Linked DNA regions of Mus musculus: region 2 is linked to region 1. The links are chromatin contacts, called in public HiChIP or PLAC-seq maps. All regions are on one chromosome and are shown on one strand. Each heading gives the region's core, a stretch centred on a gene start, on an enhancer-like site or on the middle of the called end of the contact. The rest is flanking DNA. Distances are from core to core; before and after follow the strand shown. Region 1 has its middle 16 kb from the start of Gm29679. Region 2 has its middle 8.3 kb from the start of Trp53rkb.

Region 1 (7,527 bases), core at 1,289-3,788:
CAGATCGCCTTGATCTCTTGGGACTGATACATTCTACAGGGGAGTGAAAGGTGCTATCAGTGTGTCAGGAGGTGCTAGGCCTGGGGAGGAGAGACGCCATGGCAATTAGTGGAAAGGACCCGTGTGTGTGTGTGTGTGTGTGTGTGTGTGTGTGTGTGTGTAGGTGCGCGCCTTAGACAGAGTGGTTGGGGACATGCACTGGACCCTCATGGAGGTGTGGGCAGATGTGAAGCATCTCTGGAAGAATGATGCAGGTAGCCAGCACCACAGCTGGAAAAATCCCCATTTCAGAGAAACAATGGCCACAATTCGGATGGCCCGTGTGACTGAGTAGGGAGGTGGGAGTGAAGCTCTGCTCCTTGTGACTCATGCTCTGCTGAGAACATGGAACCTGAGAAACATTCCAGGAAGAAAGGAGATTTCCCAGTGTGGTGGGATGTTTGAGACAGGGATGTGTTGGAGAAGGAGCCACACAGACATCGGGACCTCCTCAGAAGGAGGGCAGTGGTGACCGAGGTGGCCAGGGACATGAGAACCACTAGCCTCTGGCCTGGCAAGCTCAGAAGACTCTTCACCTTTGGCTCTTGAACAATGCTTATCTCTCCCTTGCACCCATTTAACAGATAAGAAGACAGAGGCTCCTTGGCACGGGATCCTGGCCTCCGGTCCTTGGGCTTCTGTAGTCTGGGGAATGGGAAGAGAATGAACTACCTCTTGTTCTGAGACAAGTACGAGGCTGTGGGAGGTTCTGAGATAAGCAGTGTTCCTGGCACTTCCTGTCTGGGGACCACAGCCCTGGTCTTGGGCTGGCCACATCTTGCACATGGAAGACTCTGGGAATGGAGGAAAACAGCCCCTGCCCGTGGCAGTCCCTGTGTGTTAGGTCCGGAGAGCTCTTTGGGAGCCTGAGGCGGGCTTTATCTAGGCCAATGGACTGGTCTTGACTCCGCTGGAACTCAAGGCTGGGGGCCTCATAGGTGGCTGGGCCAGGGTAGACTGGGTGGTACTGAGGTTGCAGAGTCGGGGGAACCACATATCTTCTGGCTCTGCTGCCCTTTATGAGCTTGGGCTGACTCTAGGCTAGACCTGTGGAGCCTTTGTGCTCCTGATCTTTCCTGGTCACCTGCGGTCCTGTCTCCACTCACCTTGCTCAGAACTTCCTAGGGCTCCCCTTGCACTCAGAGACAGCCCATTCCCTATGGGACAGAGATGTCTACGCTCAGATTCAGGGATTTCCAGGAAGCCTCAGTGAGGCCTTTCCCTTCCCAGTGGGGGGAGCCTGCAGACACCTACAGAAAGATTGACTATGTGGAAGAGTGACGATCCTTTGGGCTTGTGAGGCTTGGGGAGCCATTTCTTCTGGGTCCGGAAGCCCCCCTACACTCTGCTCCCCATGTTGCTGGGATGTCCCATGCATATGGAAGGCACAAAGGACAGCCACATGCTGGCTCTTTCCTCCCATGGCCCCAGGAACACAGTGGCAGTTCTGCTGTGCAGGCCAGCAGTCTCAGAACAGAGGCGCGGAGCGGGAGCCCACCGCCGCTCCAGCTGCCAGGTGTGGCCATGACCTCAGGTCACAGTGCCCGGGGAAGCGCCGTGATGGGCATCTGCCTGGCCAGCCCCCCATTTTCCTGTGAAAGGGAGGCAGGACCTGACTGGGGCTGGGGTACCATCTGCTGTGTGAGTGCTTTGTGCTGAGAACTATGTGTGAGCCAAGCATCCCACCCTAGGGAGGCACAGCCACCGAGCAGGACCAGCTGGCAGGGGAACGGAGGGTAGGCTGGGGTGCCTGTCTCCATCTGTGTGTAACCCCTCCCAGGGAGCTCTGTGCTCACTGCACCTCAGTACAAGCCTGAGGTCCACCGCAGGCGCTTGGCCTCCTCAGCTGAGCTGCTCCACAGCCAGACGGCCATGCTGGTAGCCCAGAGGCTGTATACCCTGTACCTTGCACTCAGCGTCCTGGACTAGATAGCATCCGAGTGGATACACAGAAGGAACTCTGGGGACAGATGTGGACACTGGCCTCTTAGAACTGTTGTAAATTTGTCTGTACATGGAGAGAAGAGACAGGGGTCTGGGCCATGTTCTCCACCCTACCCACCCCGTGCCTTCCCTTTCTGGCATTTACAACCCAGGAAAGCAGGTGTTTTTCCCTTGACCCTGGTCTGCCCCTGCCTTGACATGAGGATCCTGGAGGGCGGGCCTGGTCCATTTTGTGCTCAGCTGTTGGAGGTGCACTGCTTTCAGACTGCTGCTTGTCCTGACTGCTCGCCCGTGGGAGGGGCTGGGATGCTCCCGTGTGTAACCTCTGCCCAAGGATCTTGCTGCATTGGTGGCAGTGGGCCTGATGAGGCCCCAGCCTGTGCACCACGGGCCTGGCAACTGGGGGCTTCCACTCTGCCACATTGTCCCGACTTTCTGACAAGACACAAGTGATGGGGATCACCCTCCCCCTTCGCCCTGCCTTGGGGGGGAAGGGGATGGGACCCCTAGTTAGTCACCTGCTGTGTGCCACCTAGAGCAGTTGGGACAGACCAGCTTCAGAGGACACAGGAAGGAAGCAGCCCCTGTGGTTTCTGCGGTCCACAGTGTTTCCTAACACACAGGGTGAGAAATGGGAGGGCAAGGGGTAAGCCTGCTTCTCTTGCTGTCTCTCCCTCAGGGGCCAGGTAGGTCTTTTCTGGATCTGGCCAGGCCTAAAGGGGCTCAAGGTCGCAGTGGGTACAGTGTTCTTTCTGTCTCTATTTGTCTGCCTGTCTCTCTTGCCCTTTGTTTCTCTAAATTCATGGCCTCTTTTACTTTAGTTCACACACACACACACACACACACACACACACACACTCACAGTTTCCTTGTTGAGGGATGAGGACTGCACTTATCCATGGATGTCTTAGTTACTTTTCTGTTGCTGTGAAGAGACACCATGACCAAGGCAACTTAGAAAAGAAAACATTGTGGCGAGGGGCGGGGGGGGGGGGGGAGATCTGAGGGGGAATTGTGGGGGTGGGGGGGTGGGGGGAGAGGACTTACATTTCCAGAGGGTTAGAGTTCATTATCATCATAATGGGGAGCATAGTAGCAGGCAGGCATGGTGCTGGAGCAGTAGGTGAGAGCTTCTGATCCACAGGCAGAAGGCAGAGAAAGCTAACTGGAAACAGAGTGGCTCACTGCCCCTGCCACACCTCTTCCAACAAGGCCACACCTCCTCCAACAAGGCCACACTTCGTAATCCCTCTCAAACAGTTCCACCAACTGGGCACCAGGCATTGAAACACATGAGCTTATGGGTGCCATTCAAACTACCACAGTGGTTACAAAGACAACTACTTGGAATGTAACCCATGTGGAACAATGCCTTGGGGAACTGTGAGAGAGGCGGCAGGAAAAAGCTCAGAGGGCCTTTTACTTTGAGGGCATTTTGCTCTTTGGATGTGTTTTTGTGCCTCCAGTGCTAAACATTTACATTCAATTTATAAGGCATGTTTATTCTTGTTGGATGTCGGATCATAGCTGTAGAACCCAATCCGGTCAGTGTGCCCTGAATCTGGATCTGGCCTTCTGCTGTGCTTTCATGTTTTCCCCAGATATACTCTCCAGTATGTGCCAGGCGATTGTGTTTCAATGGCTCTGTCCTGAGAAAGTGCTGGGAAAGCGCTGCTCTGTCAATATTTGGTATGTGCTTACTGACGCTTCTTTACATGTTTGTCTCATCATGTTCTTCTGAACTCCAACAGCCTCCCCTGGGCCACTGCTTTCTTTGTTACATTCGTGTATAGAAGTCCACTGACTCTGAAGTAAGCTTGTCTAAAGCGTTAGGCTGTGGTCTGCCCCGTTCTTTCAGGTCCTCACAGCTCAGGTCTCACAAACATAGATGTGCACAGGTCGGAGAACGTCAGTAATGCTGGCTGAGGGAAGTGGTGGTTGTAGGTTCTCCAAGGTCCATGACATCACTAGCCCTGCGGACTTGCCTAGGTTTCTGTGGTCCTCCCCGCTCTCGTGGTCATCGGCCTATATGGTTCACGAGGGCAGTGGGAGCAGAGGGGACAAACGGGTTGGAAGCTCTGTGAGTCCGAATGGTGAATGACCACACTGGGACCACCTATCAGGAGGCAGATCAACTTTACTTTGGGTGATTCAAGGCTTATAAAGTTTTGGGGAACTGAGGGTAGGGACATCCAGGGTGGGCAAAGGTCATTGGCTGGGGGATTAGGGTACCGAGATGCCTCATTAGCATAATGGAAGCATCTCAGAAATCTCAGGTTGTAATCAGGAGAAAGGAAATTGATCCTGTGATCTAACTAAGGCAATATAACACACCTCAGGTAGAGTCTGAAGTATATGCTATCTTCAGCAATGGGGACTTACCTTCCTCCTCTGGGAGGCAACCAAGGACAATAGCGATAGCCTATAACATTTTGGAAGGCTCTTGGATAACCCTGACCAACAACACAAGAGAAGGCTTCTCATGCCTGGTGCTGAGGTTTTTGTCAGATGGTCTATTGCTCCCGTTGGAGTCTCCTGAGCCCGGAATGCAGTCCTCTCCTTATTGGCTTACAGCAAGAAGCCCAGCCACCTGGAATCCTTACTGCTCCACACACAGGCACATAGCTGCTCTGGCTTAGCACCGGCTTCAGGCAGACATAGGAGTCTCCCTTGTTCTTTATGTCACCTGGATAGCCTGAAGTGGCGCCTGAGGTTTGATTCCAGGCTCGGTGTCCTGCACATCTCCTGCCACCAAAGCCATAGCCACTGTCACCTCTTCTTGAGCCACTGCAGGCATTTTCATGGCTCTGTCCATTGTCCCCATAGCTGAGGAGAACTCTGAACACAAGAGTTAGGCCTTGTCACCTTTCTATCCACTGTCACCCTATCTCTTAGGTGAAGCCATAACCCTGGCCTTGGCTGTAGCTTGAGCCACATGTTTTTCTTGGTCCTCTGGACCTACCTTCTTCTGGGACTGTCGGTGTTGTCTGGGTGACCCATGCCATGGGCTCCTTGCTTCTGGCTTTGTGCACCCAGTGAAGGCCCTTGAAAGGGGGGTCACAGGCATGGTTGTTGGGGTGCCAGCTTATTTTCGGGGTCCCCTGGAGCTGACCATGCTCTGGCTTTCCTGTTCTCCAGTCATGCGAGCTTTTCCTGGGAGACAAAAACAAATGTCCGTTCATGCCAGAGAGCCAACTATAGTAATGCTTGAGCCAAACTCCAACTTGTGAACCAGCAAGTTTGTTGGGCTTTTATTAGTATAGATGAGAGGTTATGGGGTTGTGGGAACCCCAAAGCAGCACAGCATCAAATTTCACCCCAGCCGGGATGCGGCATCCCCACAGCTTCCCTGTAACTTAATAGATGACGTCCCCTCTTCACTTAACTGTCCATACTGTCTGTCACCTCCTGAGACCACAAGTGCATGTGCTCTGGGGGAGCCCTCTCAGTGCCCTGCACACCCTCCTGTCTGTGTGGCGCCCTGCTTTCCCTGCTGAGTCCCCAGCATCATGTGGTTGGCTTCCTTCATCAAGGCCATAAAGCCATGATCCCACTGCACAGTGCTCGGCTTGCTCAGCCTCTGCTGAACTCCAAGGCTGAGACACAGTGCTGAAGAGTGTCCAGTGGATACTGACGAGGGAATAAACGATCAGCCTGCAGCATGGCCTCACACTGTCTGCCCCCACATGTCTGAATATGCAGGCACCACGTCCTTGCAGGAATTGGGCTTACTGCAACAGCACAGGCTCCAGGGGGGAGCCAGCTCTGCGGATTCAGAAACTGCTGCTTGTCTAGAGGCGTCCTCCTCCCTCCCACCCCTTTCTCTCCCACCCACCCTGCAGAGGCCTTCGTCTCCGAGGCTCCATCTTCTCCTCTCCATCTTTGCCCTTCCCTTGTTCTCTGAGCCTCTGCCCTCACCTCTTCATTGCCTCTTGGAAGCAGAGCCCTGACTTCCAGGAAGTGATGTCACGGGGCTTCCCTGGAAGGCTCCACCTGTCTTTGTCCTGGAGGCCTGGCTTGTCCTCTAGGTCCTATACCATCTGGTTTCTCTGGGTCACTGGGATTCCCTCAGACACAGCCTCTCCATGGCCAGCAGCATGCTGCTCAGATCCCCCAAGGGGTGGGGCTGCCTTTTGGTCCCCTTACCCCCCCCCCCCCGCCCCAGCCCCTTCCCAAGGACTTGGTGTCAGACAGTCACAGACAGAACATACAATGCCACTGCTCGCCATAAAAGCCAAGATAGAATTTTAAAGCTCTGTAAATATTTAAAAGTAATGAAATTAAACTCGGACGCTCTTAAGATGGCAGTAAATCTCAGGCTGCATGGTGATGAGGGTCCGCTGTCCAACGCAGTAAAAGACGTACGCATCGGACGTTAGGGATGGCCTGCCTGGCCCATAAATCTGAAATAAAACTAACATACACACTGTGGGAGGCTCTTAGGTCCAACTCTGTTGGTCTCAGGATTTAGGAATCTGTTTTGCATATTTGGTGGGGCAGGGCAGTGGTGGTGGAGGGGTGTGGGAGTGTGGGGAGTGGGATCAAAGGGAGAGAGTGGGTAGGGAAAGTGGGAGGAGGGGGTGGATGGTGGTGGTGGGGTGTCCCAGACTGTGGTCTGGAGCTGACAGGAAGGTGTATGACACTAATGAGCTAAGGACAATTTCAAAAACAGCATCTCAGGTTGCACTAACTTGTAGCTCAGCCTGGGACTGGAGGGAGGGGACAGGAAGAGGAGGCTGCTCTGTGCTGTGATCTCACATTTAGCTGTGTTGCCTGTCTGGGAAGCCATCTGTCCATGAAGGTGTGTGGAAACTGCCATTTATTTTAGAACATTGGAGGCTTTGTATCAAATCGTGTTTCAGAGGATGCAAGACTGATTCAAACTGACTTAATCCAATACAGGAAGTTACTGAGCAGCTATCTCCCCCATTAACCCTAGCCTGCTATCCAGCAGTGAGCAAACCCGATGTAGAGGTTCTAGCCACACCTCTGCCAATTCAAGTAGTCTAGTCAGATGGGGCTGAGACACAGACATGGGGATGGGTAACCTCTAGGGGGCGCTGCATCGAGGCTGCCTGCATGGGTGGGCTTGATACTCACCTATAGAAAAAGCCCAGTAAGAACTGGTCAGGTGAATGAAGTGCACTGTTGGAGGTGTGGCCTTTTGGAGGGAGTGTGTCACATGGGGATGGGCTCTGAGGTCTCAGATGCTCAAGCCGGGTCCAGCGTCATCCTCCCTTCCATCCGGATGTAGAACTCTCAGCTCCTTATCCAGTACTGTGAACCTCTGAACTATAAGCCAGCCCCAGTTAAAGGCTTTCCTTTATAAGAGTTGCTGGGATCACAGTATCTCGTGATCGCAGTGACTCTTCGCAGCAATGGAAATCCTGGCTAGGAAAGGAGCCTGTAGACTCTCAGGAAAGCACAGACATCTGTATCCATTCCCATGACACCACCCACTCCCCTACCCTACATGTTCGCGATGTTCTCCAGGGCTCTGAGCCTGGTGCTGACCTCCAGCTTCACCTTGCCCTTCACCCCCTG
Region 2 (6,693 bases), core at 776-3,275, 240 kb before region 1:
TAGATTTTAATAAGTAATAACTCAGGAGTTTTGGAGGGGAGGTGTTAGCAGTGTAGAAATTGGGGAGTGGCCTAACCATTAAGCTGATTGAGATGTTAAATATAAGGCTTTCTCTCTCTCTCTCTCTCTCTGTGTGTGTGTGTGTGTGTGTGTGTGTGTGTGTCTGTCTGTCTGTCTGTCTGTCTTTCTTTCGTTTGAGAATCCAAAGCATTGGGGCCGGTAGCGAGGAATGTGCGCAGCTGCCGCTGCCAGGGAGAGAGCCCATGTTAATCAACTACAGCTACAGTCCCCAGTTCAAGTAAATTGTGTAAATTAAACTCAAAGGTGCCTCCTACTTATAGCTGGTATTCCATGAACAGCACAAAAAAAATGGGGTGAGTGTGAAAATTCGTCCACTCTGATCAGTTTAGCAGAGGCTTGCTCATGCCCCTGGTGGAAGGAGGAGTTTTGAAATACACCTTAATTCTTTTTTTTTTTTTTTTTTTTTTTTTTTTTTGGTTTTTTCGAGACAGGGTTTCTCTGTGTAGCCCTTGCTGTCCTGGAGCTCACTTTGTAGACCAGGCTGGCCTCGAATTCAGAAATCCGCCTGCCTCTGCCTCCCGAGTGCTGGGATTAAAGGCGTGCACCACCACGCCGGGCATACACCTTAATTCTTTAACTTTTGACTCCACCTGTCCTGCTGGAATATTTGTCTGATACTTAGGTCCAAACTGATTGCCAAGAGACTGCTCTTTAGATGATTTGGCTTTTTCACACAAATGTGTTTTGAAATTATATTTTGACCCAGGTGTGGTGATACATGCCTTTATTATCAGCACTTTAATATCAGAGGCAGGTGGATAATCTGTGAGTTTCAAGGCCAGCTTGATCTATAGAGGGAGTTCCAGGATAGCCAGGGCTACACAAAGAGACTCTGTCTCTAAAAACAAACAAACAAAAATTAAGGTATATTTTATTTATATGTGTGTTTGGCAAATGTATAATTGTGTACCTCATGGGTGCCTGGTGCCAGTGAAGGTCAAATAAAGAAACAGTTATGAGTTCCCTGGTAGCAGAACTGGAGCTATGGACCACTGTGAGCCAACATATGGGCACTGGGAATCAAACCCTGGACCTCTGGAAGAATAACAAGTGCTCTTAACCACGGAGCCATCTCTCCATCACCTTCCATCTTGCTTTTTTGAGATAGGCTTTCTCACTGAACTTCAGTGAGCCCCAGGGATCATGTCATCTCTGCTTACTCCTAACCCCAAGGGCGCCTCCGTGACTGTTGGAGATCTGGACTCACTGAACCATGTCCCCAGCCCCCTTGCAGCAGCTTTTGCCTCTCTCTCTCTCTCTCTCTCTCTCTCTCTCTCTCTCTCTCTCTCTCTCTCTCTCTCTTACTCCCTCCCTCCTTCCCTCTCTCTCCCCCACTGGATTTGGCCCTATAAAGTTGTCAGATTCTTCTAGATTTAGGTTCCGATGCTACCATTCAGCTCTTCAGGTTTGACAGTCGGGAAAGGTAGTCACTGAGATTTCCCCAAATTCTCCCTATATCATGTTGCTCCTGTCGGGTTCTCTTCTTTTGTAATAGCTGAGACACTTTTTTGGGGGGGGGGGTGGCGGAGGCAAGAACACTACCTAGTGTTCTTCTGCTTTTCATCATGTCAGGAGACATGGGGTGACAGTTTGTGCCACTTCTGGCGGCACCAGTTTCCCCCACTGTATCGCAAGCTGTTCTCTGATGTAAACCGTGATACTTGGGGTCTGAATGCCTTGTGACCCAATGCCCTTTCAAACCAGTGACTTAGGGCTCCTGACCTCGGGCCTCAGTTTGCTCGTCTAAAAAGTATTGACGCTGCCGCCTCAGCTACTAGTCTTGAGAAACGGTGTTTGGCCCACAATGAACACGCCATAGATGTCAGGACTCCAGGATGGAGACAAGCATGGGGGGAAAACTATGCTCTCTTTAGCTCCGGGGAGGAGAAAGCCTCTTAGGCAGTGTGACCACGCCCCTGTCGCACGCACGGCCTCCTGGGACCCGTAGTGCTGGGCGTGGCCTTGGAACTACAAATCCCAGCGATCCCCCGCGTCGCCACTCAGCTCCTCAGAGCACTGGTGGCCCACCAAGATGCCCGGGCTTAGTCGGTGTCGGTATCCCGGACCGAGTCCGGGTCGATAGCCCGGAGGGAGCAGCTAGTTTCCTCTTGGGAGCCGCGCTGAGGAAGGTTTCGCGACCAGCAGGAACAGGAGGATGCAGGGGTTTGAGATCTGTGTGGGGTGGATGTGGGTTCTCCAGTGTGTACAGGCTTGATGTTGAGAGAGAGGTCTGTCCTCTGCGAGTGGATGCTGTGTCTGTGGTCTGTGCCAAGTGAATATGGAATGTGTGAAGTGGATGCAGGGTCTGTGGCGAGTGTTGGGTGAGTGCGCGGTGGATGCGGCGTATGGGGCGGAGGCGATGTGTGTGGTATGGAGACTTTGCGGAGGAAGAGTTTGAGGCAGGTGCGGGGTGGAAGCGAATCTGCATTTCTGTATGGAATGAGTGCAGGGTAGATTCGGGGTCTGCCCTGCATGCGTGGTGGGTACAGTTTCTGCCGTCAGGTATCACCTCTCACCGTGGTCTCTTTCATTCCCCAATCGTCAGTCTTGCTTCATTCGTTGATTCTATTTACAAGAGTTTTAAATGAATCGAGTCCGCACAGCCTGTGAGAGAAGCACAGGCCAGTGCTACTTCCTAGGCAGCTTGGTGGTAACTTTCTCTTTTGTCCTTTGGGTGAGAAAACTGATCGGAACAGCACCCTAACGACCATACCTGTTCTGTGCCAGGGCATGCTAACCACTCTGATAACTAATCAAGGAGTAAAAGACATCGGTGGTCATGGAAAAGAAGTTATCAGAAATTGGTGAGATGGCTAAGCAGGTAAAGGCGATTGCACCAAGCCTGGTCACCTGAGTTCCATCCCTGAGACTCAGATGGTGGAAGGAGGAGAAATGATAGATGCAAGTTGTCCCTAAGTGTCACCTCCCTGAGTAGATAAGTAAACGTAATTTAAAATATTTTAAAGTGCAAGACAGGGGCTGGAGAGATAGCTCAGTGGTTGAGAGCACATTCTGTTCTTCCAGAGGACCCGAGTTTCTAGCATCCACGTTGTGCCACTCACAATGGCTTGCAAACTCAGGTCCACAGGATTTGCTGCCTCAAATCTCCACAGCGCCTGCACTCATATGCACATACCTACACATAATACATACTTTAAAATAACAAAAATATGTCCTTTTTTTTTTAAATCACAAAGTCTCTGAAATGTTCTTTTTAAAAAAGAGTTCAGGTTTACTACACGGGAAGATTGAAGTCAGCTGGTGCTGGAGACCCTGTCAGCAAGCTGAGGTCCATCAATGGTCTTTGCTTCCTGACTGTGGTACTGTGATCAACCAGCTCAGCGCCCATTCCAGCTCTCATAGGCAGAGCTGATCTTTTTTTTCCCCTCTCCCTCTTGCTCCGGCCCGCCCGCCCGGCTTGCTCTGCACCACCCCACACCACCCCACCCCCGCCCTCATTCTGGCTTGCTCACTGGCAGAGCTGATCTCTCCCCCCCCCGCCCCCCTTTAACCCCCCTCCTCCGGCCAGCTTGCTCTGCACCCCCCCATGTCCCCTCGCTCCAGCCTGCTCTCTGGCAGAGCTGATCTTCCCTTCACCCTTGCTCCAGCCCGACTCGCCCGCCCCCGCCTCCCAGGCCCCCTTGCCCCCGCCTGCTCACTGGCAGGGCTGATCTTGCTGCCATGCTTTGCTCACTGGTGGGGTGCACACTTAAAATAAGCCTCGGGCGGCTTTCACACAGCAATGAAAACTATTGATACAAATTTGTGTTTTTTATTCTCCCCTCCCTTTTTGTTTTATTACTGTTCTTTCTACTTACCTTTACGCATGTATGTCTGTCTGTCTGTGTGTGTGTGTGTGTGTGTGTGTGTGTGTGTGTGTGTGTGTGTCAAGTGCCTGTGGAGGACAGAGATGCCAGATCCTCCTGGGACTGGGAGATGCCCGACAAGAGTGTGGGGAACAGAACTTAGGTCTTCTGGAAGAGCAGTATGCACTCTTAACTCTGGAGCCAGCTCTCTGGCCTCCACTTTCCTCCTTCCTGTATGTATCTGTCCTAAACTGAGTAAGAATTTCAGATAAATGACAACTACATTTGGTTAATACTAGTATGTGTTATGGTTTAGAAATACAATGTCGTCGTCGTCCCCCCCACAGACTCATGTGTTCTAACACTTAGTCTCCAGTTGGTGGCGCTGTCCTGAGAGGTTGTGGCACTCCTAGAACTGTGGCCTAGCTAATGGAAGTCAGTGTAGTACAGCCAAGCTCTGCTTCCCAATGCTCAAGGATCAGACTGGCCGCTCCCACCGTGCTGCTCTGCTGCTACACCCAACTGGGTGCTTCCCCACCATGGCAGACTGTATCCCTGAAACCATGTGCCAAAATAAATCTTTCCTCCCTTTAGATCCGCTCAGTGATTTGGTCACAGCCACAAAAAAACAACTAACACACTGCCCATGCAGTGATGGATATGTAGTTATCTAGAAATGGTTTGCTGTTTCCTGAAATTAAAATACAGCTAGCACTGTTCCCAGGCCCCTCTGTCCTGCAGCCACACTGCAGCTGAAAGACTCCGAGAGGAGCCCCTTGCTCAGGCCTCAGGACAATAGCGAACACCCAAGAACTCACGATAAAAAGCTTGATGTAAACCACATGAGGCTTTATTCGGGGAAAGCCAGAGCTCTGGGGCGACTCATATCCCACGCAGGGGTAGAGGAGTCGACCTCGAGGGGAAAGAGGTCCCAGTTTTTATAGGCCCTCAGGAGAGAAAGGGGGGGGGAGGAGGGGATTTCCAGATCTAAACAATGTCTATTCTCAAGAAATGGGTATGGGAGGGGTACAAGGAAAGAGTCTGGTGCAGGTGTAGCAACTCAGGATTGGCCGGGCTGTGGTTGCTGGGGAGATTTTCTGACTCTTCCCCAGCAACCAATATCACAAACACTTGGCAATGGGCTTCATCAGTGGGCACACACATGGGTTCAAGGAACGGTCAAAACATTGGCAGACACACAGGTTCAAGAAGTGGCCAGAGCATTGTGCACCTCTATTTTTCTAAACCAGTGAAGCTAGTTCTGCTAACAGTGACATCTATCTTGCCAATTTCAGGGCTTCTGTGACCTTTTACATTCTGTCAGGATCTTTCACAGCCATGAGTCCTAGCACTGAAACACAAGTTATTGTCACAGCACAGGCACCCAGGTCTCTGGGGTTCTGGAAAACCAAGCAGGGGCTGGAGAGATGGATCAGTGGGTAAGAGCACTGACTGCTTTTCAGAAGGCCCCGAGTTCAAATCCCAGAAAACACATGGTGGCTCACCGCCCCCCCCTTCCCATAATGATGCCTGACGTCCTCTTCTGACATGTCTGAAGACAGCTTTAGTGTACTTTTTTTTTATAAAGATTTCTTTCTCTCTCTTTCTTTCTCTTCCTTTCTTTCTTTCTTTCTTTCTTTCTTTCTTTCTTTCTTTCTTTCTTTCTTTCTTTCTTTCTTTCTTTCATTATATGTGAGTACACTGTAGCTGTCTTCAGACACCCCAGAAGAGGGCATCTTTCTTTCTTTCTTTCTTTCTTTCTTTCTTTCTTTCTTTCTTTCTTTCTTTCTTTCTTTCTTTCTTTCATTATATGTGAGTACACTGTAGCTGTCTTCAGACACCCCAGAAGAGGGCATCAGATCTCATTACAGATGGTTGTGAGCCACCATGTGGTTGCTGGGATTTGAACTCAGGACCTTCAGAGGAGCAGTCAGTGCTCTTAACCACTGAACCATCTCTCCAGCCCAGCTTCAATGTACTTATGTGTAATAGTAAATAAATCTTTGGGCCAGAGCGAGCAGGGACTGAGTGAGCAGAGTTGACTGGAGCAAGCAGAGGTCCTAAAAATTCAATTACCAACAACCACATGCAGGCTCACAACCATCTGTATAGCTACAGTGTACTCACATACATAAAATATTTTTTTTTTGAGACAGGGTTTCTCTGTATAGCCCTGGCTGTCCTGGAACTCACGTTGTAGACCAGGCTGGCCTCGAACTCAGCAATCTGCCTGCCTCTGCTTCCTGAGTGCTGGGATTAAAGGCGTGTGCTACCACGCCCGGCTAAAATAAATATTTTAAAAAAGAAAAAGCCAGGCTCCTTTCAGTTTGTTTCTCTCCCTCTTGCCGCTAATCAGTAGTGGAGTTGCCCCTAGGGTCTCCTGGGCCCCTGCTTTCCTGAGTAATGTCTCCTCATGGCAAGGTCTGGTGTCTGGTGTCTGTGCGTATGCCCGACTTTCCAGCAGCCTGTCTCCCTTCCCCGCACATACTCTCCTTATTCTCCTGCTGCGCCGGACAGCGGTCTGCCTACCTCCTTGGGTGTCTGTCCCTGTGTCCTTGCTCAGCTGCCCTCCCCACACTGTGAAACAAGATTTTTAAAATACCTTCTTGCCGGGCAGTGGTGGTGCATGCCTTTAATCCCAGCACTTGGGAGGCAGAGGCAGGCAGATTTCTGAGTTCGAGGCCAGCCTGGTTTACAGAGTGAGTTCCAGGGCTACACAGAGAAACCCTGTCTCAAAAAAAAAACAAAAACAAAAAACAAAAATAAACTTTTAGATGTGTTTATTTTATGTGATTAACTGGTTTGC

What was found. HiChIP or PLAC-seq counts read pairs in DNA pulled down with a chosen protein or histone mark.
Region 2: an H3K27ac HiChIP or PLAC-seq map of acute myeloid leukemia shows a contact between it and region 1, with 4 times the contacts expected there. The contact joins two enhancer-like sites. A contact is called at or near these places in 1 of 39 promoter capture datasets (the HPC-7 cell line), 1 of 484 Hi-C or Micro-C datasets (the G1E-ER4 cell line), 10 of 115 datasets of contacts at active chromatin or transcription factors (acute myeloid leukemia, embryonic basal ganglia, embryonic stem cells and 5 more) and 2 of 9 other capture datasets (adipose tissue and liver).

What each region holds. Positions count from the first base shown.
Region 1 is chr2:166,544,287-166,551,813 of GRCm38.p6, reverse strand. No RefSeq gene overlaps it. Among named protein-coding and RNA genes, the nearest start is that of Gm29679, 16 kb to the left of the region's middle. Within about 2 kb of position 2,538, at least 78 of the 459 cell types and tissues checked have an H3K27ac peak or open chromatin away from gene starts, as enhancers often do. A contact at or near this core is called in the HPC-7 cell line and memory CD8 T cells, where this site is marked.
Region 2 is chr2:166,782,158-166,788,850 of GRCm38.p6, reverse strand. No RefSeq gene overlaps it. Among named protein-coding and RNA genes, the nearest start is that of Trp53rkb, 8.3 kb to the left of the region's middle. Within about 2 kb of position 2,025, at least 336 of the 459 cell types and tissues checked have an H3K27ac peak or open chromatin away from gene starts, as enhancers often do. A contact at or near this core is called in the HPC-7 cell line and memory CD8 T cells, where this site is marked.